Linked DNA regions of Gossypium hirsutum: region 2 is linked to region 1. Evidence: chromatin contacts called from public Hi-C data. All regions are on one chromosome and are shown on one strand. Each heading gives the region's core, a stretch centred on a gene start, on an enhancer-like site or on the middle of the called end of the contact. The rest is flanking DNA. Distances are from core to core; before and after follow the strand shown. Region 1 holds the start of LOC107938262 (cyclin-dependent protein kinase inhibitor SMR3). Region 2 holds the start of LOC107940031 (PGR5-like protein 1A, chloroplastic).

Region 1 (5,733 bases), core at 893-3,392:
AAAAAACCCTACGACAAAAAAGCTAGCAGTAGCACGCAGTAATTTACTATCCCTTTAAATCATTATTATCAGGTTGTTTCCAGGAAGATGATGAGCATGGCTGGCTATTTTTTACTTTGTATTCATTTTTCTAATACTCTAGTGGGGGAATATACATAGCTTCGTATGTCCTGTAAGAATGTTACTGTATTAACAACACCTTAGCTTGCAGGCTTTGCTTGTACCAAGTTTCACAGAACGGTACCCTCTTCATCTTTTCTTTTTTTTTTTCTGAAGAATGTAGAAATACTGATACATTTTGAAAAACTAAAGAAAACCCAAATGCCCCATTTTATAAATTCTTATGTGTATCGAATGCCAACATGTATATATGAAGTCCAAAATGTCAAATATATAGTAATAATATAGCATGAATGATTAAGCTCAATAAATATTAACATGAAAGTAGATACGTTGCAATTCCAAGAAATTACTTCCTTTCGGGAATGTACCTTTTTATTGTTGAAAACGAGATGATGATCATGTATTGTCATAAAGCAAAACATGAACTATCATTTTCAGTTCTTTATTAACTAAGAGCGAACATATATTTATATCAATTTTAATATTTTCTTTATTATTTAAATATATTTATATTATTCTTTGGATCACAATGTATACTGTGTTTTATTTATTTTTATACTTAGAAGGGAAAAAAACTACCTTGAATTTAGCGAAAGCATCTATTATTTACTGCCAGGATAATTTGTGATCAGAGAGAATATCCCACTTGAGTTTGCTCACCCAACTGGTAAAAACAAGAGTATGTTTGCTTCTCTTGGGAAAGTCAATGGCAACCCCATTTTCTCAACTCAAAATAAAGTCAATGCCACATTCTATCACAAAAGAAGACTCCATTTTCACTCCATTCAAAAGCTTTGACATAGAGAACCCAAAGTCTATGGGGAAAGCAGACAAAAAAGGAACCCCCAAGAATCCAAAGCTGAAACCCATGATGATTTTCTACTTCAACTTGATGAATCTTTATGTTTTTTAGACTGGGTTCTGTTAAAAACACCCAAAAACATGGGGAAAAAAAAGGAACATAAATTAACAGAAGCTAATGCGTTGAAATATTGAAGCTGAAAATAGCATTGATGAAGAGAGAAAAAGAAAAATGATTCTAAATTCTTCACAGAAATACATGATATCTATCTATATATTATAACATCAGTTGAAGTCACTTCCTTGTCTGACTTTCTTAATCTTGTTCCCTAGATCTGCAAGAAGAGCCGGAGGAAATAAAGACTCCATCTCTTTAGTGAAATCAAGCAGGATTCGACGGCCAAAGGCTTTTCGTTTGGGTGAAATGGGGAGAGATTTCGGTTTTCTTGGTGCAGGTGGGCACTTGAGGATGACAGGAATTTTATGGTCCGAAGAAGTTGGAGTCTTGAACCCATCGTTGTTTCTATCCTCCTCATCATCAACCTTTGGACATGGCAATTTTAACTCCAAAGGAGCCATCTTCAACGTCTTGCATTTGTCTTCTTGTTGATCTTGTCCTAGTCTTTCTTCTTTTTGCTGCTGAGGCTCATCATAATCGTCTTGGAAAGTCGTAATTTGACATTCATCTCCTTGTTGTAACACTAAAGGAGGGCGTCGTCTAACCAAGAAACTGATTTCCATGCTACTGGTTAGATCTTTCTCAGTGAGAAACATCTCTGAATTCGACACACCCATGAATTTAGCTCCCGTACATGAAGAAACCAAGCCCCGCCCCCCCCCTGGTCCCCCCAAAAAAAATCGTAAAGTCCAATCAAGAAAAATGAGCTCTAGGATCGAGATCAGAAAGATAGATGATCATATGCATTGAAAAAGACAACAAGTACAAGGTAGTTACCCTAAAACCCAACGCATGAAAAGCCTGGAAGAGAAGGAAGGAACAAAAGATGGGAAGGGGCGCTACTTCATCACATCACCATCTTTCTTGATTGTTTCTTTGGAATTTAGCTCTCTCTCTCTCTCTCTCTCTCTCTCTCAAGATGTTTGTGATGAAGAAAGCAAAACAGATATAGGCTTTGAAAACACCCTTTGGCGAAGGATCCAATGCAGCACCATATATAATCACACCCACACAAATCTTTCTCTTTCACATCCTATCTCTATATCTCTATATATAATAAATAAAAAGTCTCTTTCTAGCTTACCTGTTATTATTATTATTATTTATTTTTCTTGAGAGGGTGAAGTCACTTTTACTCTTACTAAAAGCTAGCGTCACCCATTAACTAACTATATACAAAACAAATCGCGTTTACTCGATCGCTTTTTTCCTCTTTGATGCATCAAACCACGTGGTTTACTACATGGACTCAAAGGAGAGATATGCCATTTGATATCAGTATTCAAATGTGTTTTTATTATTATATTTCCATGAATTTTCGTTGTTGTTTGTTTTGTAAGTAAAAGAAAATGTTATAATAATAATTTTTCATGTCCGAAAGAAGACATTGTTGGGGTGTCTGGTTTTAAGCCATGTACCCCATGTTGTGATCCACTCCTTGGACATTGGCTGCTGGTTTTTTGGATCTCTTACAAGAAGGGTTGCCAGGGATCAATGGGGGTTCTAAATGATTGTCAAAGCAAACCTGCAAAAAATATATATATTTCTCGAGCAATATCATTGCCATTCATTATTTTTTTCTTTTTTACTTTGCTTTCTTAATGGCCTGGCCTCATATACTAATCACGATTCATAATTGAACTATTGAAGCTCATAATTTTAAGATGCAGCAAGAGCATGATACTATGTATATATGTAGGAGATCCCAATTACAACATAAATCTGTTTCACAAAATTATATATAGATCAGAGATACAAATGGAGAAACCCAAAGTCAAACACGCACACATATATATGGGATATTATGAGGATATGAGTTAAGGTCACATACAAACCAGAGTTTTAGCATCGCCTCTCCAAAGAGGACTAGATATGGTAAAATATGGTAGAGAAGTGAAACAATATTCAAGAATGTGAAATGATTCTCCAAAAGCATAGAGACTGAGATCCAGGTATTGTATTTAATAAATTCAAGGCCTTTTTTGTTTCCCCCACATATTTTCCAATAGAACAGAAAGCTGCAGTGCATGTTTTCACATGGGTCCCATTGCAATACATTGGAAGGAATGCTTTTGATTTTAGGCTTAGGATTCCTGCACTGGAAACTGGATATGCTACACACTGAGATTTGATTTATATTTTGATTTTTTAACTAATGTATACTAGAATTCTATAACCACGCATTTATACATTAATAAACAAATGTAAATTTTAAAATTAATAATAATACAAATGCAATATTTTGAAATTAAAATAAAAATATAGATTAAATAGTAAGTAAATAAATTTAAATAGGTAAATGCATTTCAATTGTTTATCATGGCATTGTTATTTTTCTTGAATTGGTATCGAGTTAGGTTATGATGCTAAATTAATCAATGACATTATTAATAAGATTATGGCATAGCCACAATGTGAGTAAAAATCATTATATACTATATTTATTAAGAATTGATGTAAAAACCAAATATTACTTTAGTTGAAATGGTCAAATTAGGAGATTATATGTCAAATGTTTTGGGTTTAAATCCTATCATAAGCATGAATTTTTTCTAGATTTTATATAAAAAGACAAGGCTATCCTTATATTAATACTTATTGATTTGTTAAAATAGGGGTTGGGACCCAACAGATAACAAAGTATGCATAATACATTTAAAACGTAAATTGATGTAAGGAAACAAAAAAAATCCTCCATATTGACAATTAGTCTGCTACCCTAGCACGTTACTGTCTGACCTCTTTGGCGAGTCTTTAGGTTTTTTTGTGTCTTCTCTGTTGACGGCAGTCATATTTTCAATATTCTTAATAGCTTTAGTAATTGTCTTCCCACACTATTGGCTATACTCTTGCAACCATGGAAACATATTTTGCAGGGTTAACTCTCTATGAAGAAGAAACAGTTTTGCAAGTACAAGTGGATCCAAATATAGAAAGGGAAGAATGAGCTCTCAGATTGGTGGGGTGTTTTCTAACATCCAGCATTATTCACTTTCCAGCAATGAAAAGCACTATGGCTAATTTATGGCATCCAGTTAGGGGTATTCAAATTAGAGATTTGGGGGGAAAAAGGGATTTATTTCAATTTTTTCATATTATGGATATGGAAAGAGTTTTAAAGGGATCACCTTGGATGTTCAACAATCATCCATTGATTTTATATAAGTTACAATGGGGAGGGGATCTTTTAAAAGTTCCTTTAATCTTAACTCATTTCTGGGAACAAGTTCACGATGTTTCCATAGGATATTATTTTGAAAATCTGGCTATGAAATTGGGAAATTTTATGGAATATGATGGCTCAAGTTTGGGGCAAGAACATAGAAATTTTATGAGAATACGGGTCCAAATTGATATTCGACGCCCTCTTAAGAGGAAGAAGCAAATTATGTTCTGTGGCAAATGCTATTATGTCAGATTTAAGTATGAAAGACTATCTCTATTTGGCTTCTTTTGTGGCCGATTAGGTCATAATGATTCCTTTTGTGAAGCTAAGATGATGTTAGGGTTAGAACCTGCTGAGATAGGATGGATTTATCTTTGCAAGCACAGTCAAGGAGAGCCTAAGCAATGAACAGCGTCTGGTTATGAGAGGAAAGTGTAACACCCCCTAACCCCAAACCGTCGCCGGAATGAGGTTATGAGGCATTACCGGACATATCAGACAACTTACGAATAATTTACAATTAATATAACTTTCATAGTATAATATAATAATTAAAATCCCTATCTAGGACTCTCGAAGTTCAAACACGTATTAAAAGTAGAACGGGACTTGTTCGAGTATTCTAAATTTTTTTTTTATAAAAAATTTCGGCAACATTTCTGCTTATTTTTACCTAAACCTCCTGCAAATTCAAACCAAAATCACCAACACCAATGTTTCACATTCATATAACTAATATTTATATCATTAACATAATTTTAAATTAATAACTATCATAGCATCATTCAAATTTGATTATAAACTTCATTCATTTAACAACTTAATGTTCATGTATCAAAATATCATGTACTTTCGTTACCATTTCATTTAACCATCTAAATCTTATAATTCATCCTTCACTACTCAAAGTAATATACATATTCAAGTGACTAAACAGCACCTATGTACATGCCACCTTTACCCAAAAGAAAAATATACATCACCAAGTTTGTGTTGGAGTCGGGATTGTTCTGGATGCTGAGTCGGGACACTTGACTTCTACTAACCTGCGCACGGAAACAACCGTACGCTGAGTATGGATATACTCAGTGGTATTACTATAAATCAAGACTATTTAACATTAATAAATTACAAACATCAACCATAAATTTTATAATTATTTAAACTACTTTTATATATAATTATTTTACTTCATAAATCTTAAATTCATAATTCATTTTTCTCATACTAACTCAATTCATAATTTAGTTCATACATTCTTTCTTGTACTTTTCAATAGTGCTAAAACAAATAATCTCATTTTCAAAATTTCATTTCAATTATTTACCCTATTAACAAAGCTCGGACTATGACAGATACGCGGATTTCCACCCAAACACACCAGAATGTCCAACCCAAACACACCCAGAATATTTTAAATCCTCCATAACACACCAGTAAGGCATTAAGTGCCTCTTCCGGATAA
Region 2 (5,387 bases), core at 580-3,079, 170 kb after region 1:
TCGTAAAACCGGAACCCTATCCATCGCCTTGTTTGGGTCGGTACATTTTTGTTCATGATATCCCTAGGAAATTTAACCAAGACTTGCTGGACAACTGCCAGTCGCTCAGTTCATGGACGGATATGTGTGAGTCTGCATTAAACCTTGGCCTAGGCCCCACTCTTCCGAGCAATGAAAAGCTTTATTCAAAAACTGGCTGGTTTTCGACGAACCAGTTCTTATTAGAAGTCATTTTCCACAACAGGATGAAGCAGTACCAGTGTTTAACTAATGATCCAATGGTGGCTTCAGCAATCTATGTTCCATATTATGCAGGCCTTGATGTTGGTCGTTACCTTTGGGATCCTATTGGTTATAGGAGAGACCATGATGCAATGGAGCTTGTCAAGTGGCTTGCGGGTAGACCTGAATGGAAAAAAATGTGGGGTCGAGACCATTTCTTGGTTGCTGGAAGAATCAATTGGGATTTCAGGAGGGACCTCAAGAATGTGTCTGATTGGGGCAATGGGCTTTTGAGTTACCCCGAATCAAAGAACATGACAATGCTGATAATCGAGTCGAGTCCTTGGAACAACAACGACTTCACGATTCCGTATCCCACTTATTTCCACCCTTCAAGAGATGATGATGTGTTCCAATGGCAGAACAGAATGAGAGAACTGAAGAGACGTTTCTTGTTCTCTTTTGCAGGTGCATGAAGGCCTAGTTGGGACGAGTGTATACGCAATGAAATTATCGACCAGTGACTAGTGTCAAGGAAGAGATGCAGGTTCCTAGAATGTGATCAAACCCAGAGTTGCTACAAGCCAGAAAGTTTGATGAAGTTGTTACAAAGCTCCATCTTTTGCCTACAACCTCCTGGGGATTCCTACACTAGGAGGTCAATATTTGATTCAATATTGGCAGGCTGCGTTCCAGTTTTCTTCCATCCAGGTTCTGCATATGTTCAATATTTATGGCATTTCCCCAAGGATTACACCAAATATTCTGCGCTGATACCGGCCAGTGCGCGAGGTCAACATTGAACAACTGTTGCAAAGAATCCCAAGAGATAAAAGAGCAGCAAAGAGAGATGAGGTCATAAAGCTGATTCCAAATGTGATCTATGCAGATCCTGCTTCGAGATTGCAAACCATCGAAGATGCGTTCAATCTGACAGTTAAAGGAGTTCTTGACAGAGTTGAAACAATGAGGAACCAAATGAAAGATGGGAAAGAAGTGAATTCCGAATTTCCTGAGCAAGAGTCATGGAAGTATTTCACATTTGGGAAACTTGGAGGCTACGAATGGGATCCTTTCTTCTCAAGCAAACTTGGGAAACGGGGCACATGAATGTCGAAAGCATTTGGTGAAACTCGAAGAGCGTGCGTTCCCATGGATGTGATCCAGCTTTTCCTTTCAATGAAAAATGTTGAAGTGGGGGGAGATGTATTAGCATAAGAAACTAGGAGGAGGAACAACCATGAATCTTTTGTTTTGCTTATTGTAAATACTAGTGCCAATCTTTCTCTTAGAAAACCGCAATCTGGGAAAAAAAGTATCTCACGTAGCAAAAAGACTGAAGGCAAGGATTCATTTTTACCAATGCCCTCATGTTCTTGCAACTCACTCTCAATTAACCCAGAGACTATTTACATATAAACCCAATCACATTCCAAAAAGTGTAAACAAAAAAAGTTACCCATCTAAATACGAAAGGATTAAATGTCTATTATCTAAGCTATTTATTAAGTACCTGATTGTGTTAAAATACCATTGTATATATTAAGTTGACCTCGACAAAAGACTTAAGAGAATAAATAATTGGGAAGGGTTATTTAAGGTAAGTTAAAAAATGAAACTGGTGAATTGAGATAGAATGGAGTTATATGAAAGCCGGGTTTGGAGTGTGAAGCACATATTTGTAATTGGGATGGACAGAGACGGAAATTAAATCCAGAACCAATCACCAAAGAGGATCAGCCAACCAAGCAAGCAGATATTTACGCGCCCAAACACGATCACCATTCACAAATTCTCCTCAAAATCCCATCCCCATCACCATTTATAAACCCTAACTCCCTACCCTCCAAATCCCCCAATCATTTTTCGTGGTCGCAAAACCATTTCCAGATTCCAGTTTCCACACGCCTAATGTTCCCTTCCCTCCGTCACATTTAATATACCCGCCATGTCCCACTCCGTTAGACCTCACGTCGTCGGAGGTTCCGCCGTCGTTAAGCCACCCTTATCCCGGACCAAACCACCACCCTTCTCGGTTCGAGTCTCGGGTTTCTCCGCCAGCAATAGCCAGGGCTTCACCACCTCCGCCAAGGAGGAAGGGCCTTCTTGCATATTCGTTGGCCCTATCGAGACTGCCAGTCAAGAAACCTTAGAAGCTCTCTATCGCCAAGTAAGAGATTTTATTCACTAATTTCAACACCTAAGCTGTTTTTTAACTGAATTAATTAAAAATTGTTCTTGGAATCAAATGATCAGGCTCGGGATGCTTATTACAGTGGGGAGCCTTTGATAGTTGATGACATGTTTGATAGAGTAGAGGTAACTAACTTTGTTTAAACATTTAATCTTTTTATCAGTGAAAGTTTTTCTTTAATTTAATATTAATTGATATATGGTAAATGTAATTGCTTTTTATATGCAGTTAAAACTACGTTGGTATGGTTCGAAATCCGTTGTTAAGTACCCTCGTTGCAGTATAAGAAGACATTCTACTTATGCAGATGCAGAGGTAATTCTCTTTAGAATCATCTATTTGTTTATATCTCGTTTTTTTCCTGGTTTTTATGTTCTGTTCAATGCTTTATCTTTGTCCCAAATCAACTGTTAATGTAGTAAAAAAGAAAACCCGTTTATGTTATGTTACACCCTGAATTGTTCAGCATATGCTTATAGCTGATGTGGTAAAGGTCTCGTATGGTACTTTTTCTATATGTTAAATGCGTCGCAAAAGATTGAGTTTTGATCCATTGTGTTGTTATGTTGTTTGGGAAATGGTGGGTAGGATCAGTGATATGTTCTCTTTGTTATTTGTATGTGTTCTGGTTGAATATTGAGCTGTTCTTGGATGTAGGGCAGGAAGATTTGTCTCAAGGTTTGGCGTTAGCAAGCATATGGATCCTTATTTTTGCATTTGGCTGTACGTTGTGTCTTGTGCCTATCATTTACACCATTAGTCTAGCGTATCAAGATCCATTCAGTTCTGGTGCGTCATACGACAGCCAAGCGGCCAACTTGGAGTTTCTTGCCACGGTTAATGGCATTCTCTTTATGGGCATTGGATCAGTGACTGGCTATCCACTTGCATCAGCTGCTGGTAAGACTTCTAACAATGTGATATTTATCTTGCTTTTGACTGATGCCTCAGAATTATACTAATTCATACTTTCTCCAGTTCGGGTGCTTCTAAGACTGTGGAGAAATGACTTGGTAGCTCTAAAGGGTGCATGCCCTAATTGTGGGGAGGAGGTGAATCTATACAAATTTTTTTCTTGCACTTATTTTATGTCTCTGAAATCTAAAAGCACCACCATATCCTTCTTTTTTCGACCTAGACATTAGATCTTCTCCTACAAACCTAACCACTATCAATCTTAACTGATTTATTATTTTGCTATAGGTATTTGCATTTGTGAAATCAGAAAAATTCAATGGTTCCCCCCAGAGAGCAGATTGTCATGTCTGTGATTGCACTCTAGAGTTTCGTGCCAAGACTGAGGTAATGTAGCTTGCTTACATTTGATATAGATACAAGGCCTTTATAGAACTTGTTAACTTTTTAGTTTCACAGGATTCACTTCAATGTTTCCTCTTTTCAGTGTTTAGATCACACGTTCGTCTTTGTTTTCATAATATTTTGTATGATTTACATATCATAAATTGTTCTGAATAGGAAATGGGGATTGCAGGACATATTCATAGGATTTTTTGTTGTTGACACAGTTGTTTTTTACGTTTTTACAGCAATCTGTATCTAGACTTGGGAGAAAGTGGGTATATGGTCGTATATATCTCGTCTCACGAAAAGGTAGAAGTCGGAGGTGGATGTGAGCCTTCTGCAATGCGTACACAACGTAACTGTTAATAGAAGCACGATTCTTTTCTCTTTGATTTTTCACTTATTTTTGAAGAAACTAAATCGACTACCAGACTTCTTATACTTTAGAACGAATTGTCGAGACTCTTAAAATTAATCGTACTTAATAAGAAAAATAAATGGTTATCTTTTGCTGTTGAAGAGTGTTAATGTAGTGCAAAACAGCGAGCCAACTTTTAGGACATTATTGTCACTGCATTCATCCAATCGACTGGTTATATAGTCATCTTTCTCCATAAGGGAAAGGCCATTTGTTTTGGGCTGCTATTCCAAAATTTTATAGCTTCAAGATCCGAAAAGGCATTTTTAACACTACACCCTCTAGATATCTAGTCAAATAATTAGGTTATAAAGTATAAACAATAGTGAAATTTAACCATTAGCCTAACATTTCTTCATCCTTGGATCTAAATTTCCCATGCTTGGCTCATATTTTGCAAAACTTTAAGTGCAACCAATCAGCATACATTCGTTCACTATTAAGATTCACATGAATTATCCATCTAGTTCAAGATAGTAAAAGCTTGGAAATCAGTAATGCTTTGTAAGGTTAAGTATCGGAACCCTAGATTCTAATAAAAAAACATATATAAGGCAATTCATAAAAGATACAAATTTGAACAAACTTCAAGCATCCCAAATTCTGAAATTTATGCTTTTGAAGAAAATAAATAATGCAAAACAAACAATTTTTAGCAGCCATAAACCATACAAATCTAGCACTACGATGAAGTTTGCTGGCAATGGTTAATATGAAGCAAGAAAAACAGTGTTGATTAGCATTAGGTGCTTGTAACTCAAGCTGCTAACATTCAGTGGGATATTTATGAAGGTAACATTGTAGTAAAAAATGTACCACGATTGAGAACTAGCTTCATGATCTGCAAGATTAAAATGTTACACAATGAAATGTATAAAAGCAATGGCTATTAGCATTTCTCAAGTAAGGAAGTTTCTCATTGTTTGATTAATGAATCGTTCCTCATGTAACAGTGTCAAATACTTCAACATGACTTAGAAACACAGGGTGGCCAAATTGATGATACAGCGCATATCAAAAGTGGGCCAAGCTGTATACCAGAATCCATGCCAACTGAACACAAAAAGAGGAGTTTTGTCAGTTAGAAACATGGGAAATTTTCCCTTTTGAAAATCTTATGCAATTCTGGCATTTGAACATGAAAGAAATAGTAAAAAATTATTTAAGTACCAAAAAGAGAGTTAACGAAGCAAAAAGCCCTTCCTGGAGAAGGGCTGCATGACCTCCAAATTCTTCTTCGTCTATTTTTAG

What was found. A called contact is a pair of places that touch in the nucleus more often than the background predicts.
Region 2: a contact with region 1 is called in a Hi-C map of leaf, with 1.8 times the contacts expected there. The contact joins the promoter of LOC107940031 here to the promoter of LOC107938262 in region 1. A contact is called at or near these places in 2 of 34 Hi-C or Micro-C datasets (both in leaf).

Annotation. Positions count from the first base shown.
Region 1 is chrA07:17,254,587-17,260,319 of Gossypium_hirsutum_v2.1, forward strand. It overlaps LOC107938262 (cyclin-dependent protein kinase inhibitor SMR3), which reads right to left and starts at 2,143. Exons shown (of 2, transcript XM_016871354.2): 1 at 1,880-2,143; 2 at 1,086-1,763. The coding sequence starts at 1,719. The coding sequence ends at 1,210. It overlaps LOC107938258 (a long non-coding RNA gene), which reads right to left. Exons shown (of 7, transcript XR_005930427.1): 7 at 4,960-5,314.
Region 2 is chrA07:17,424,283-17,429,669 of Gossypium_hirsutum_v2.1, forward strand. It overlaps LOC107940031 (PGR5-like protein 1A, chloroplastic), which reads left to right and starts at 1,830. Exons shown (of 7, transcript XM_016873442.2): 1 at 1,830-2,392; 2 at 2,479-2,541; 3 at 2,645-2,731; 4 at 3,079-3,316; 5 at 3,395-3,468; 6 at 3,620-3,718; 7 at 3,964-4,230. The coding sequence starts at 2,171. The coding sequence ends at 4,050. It overlaps LOC107940037 (respirasome Complex Assembly Factor 1), which reads right to left. Exons shown (of 5, transcript XM_016873445.2): 4 at 5,307-5,387; 5 at 4,352-5,189. The coding sequence ends at 5,151. It also overlaps the pseudogene LOC107940038.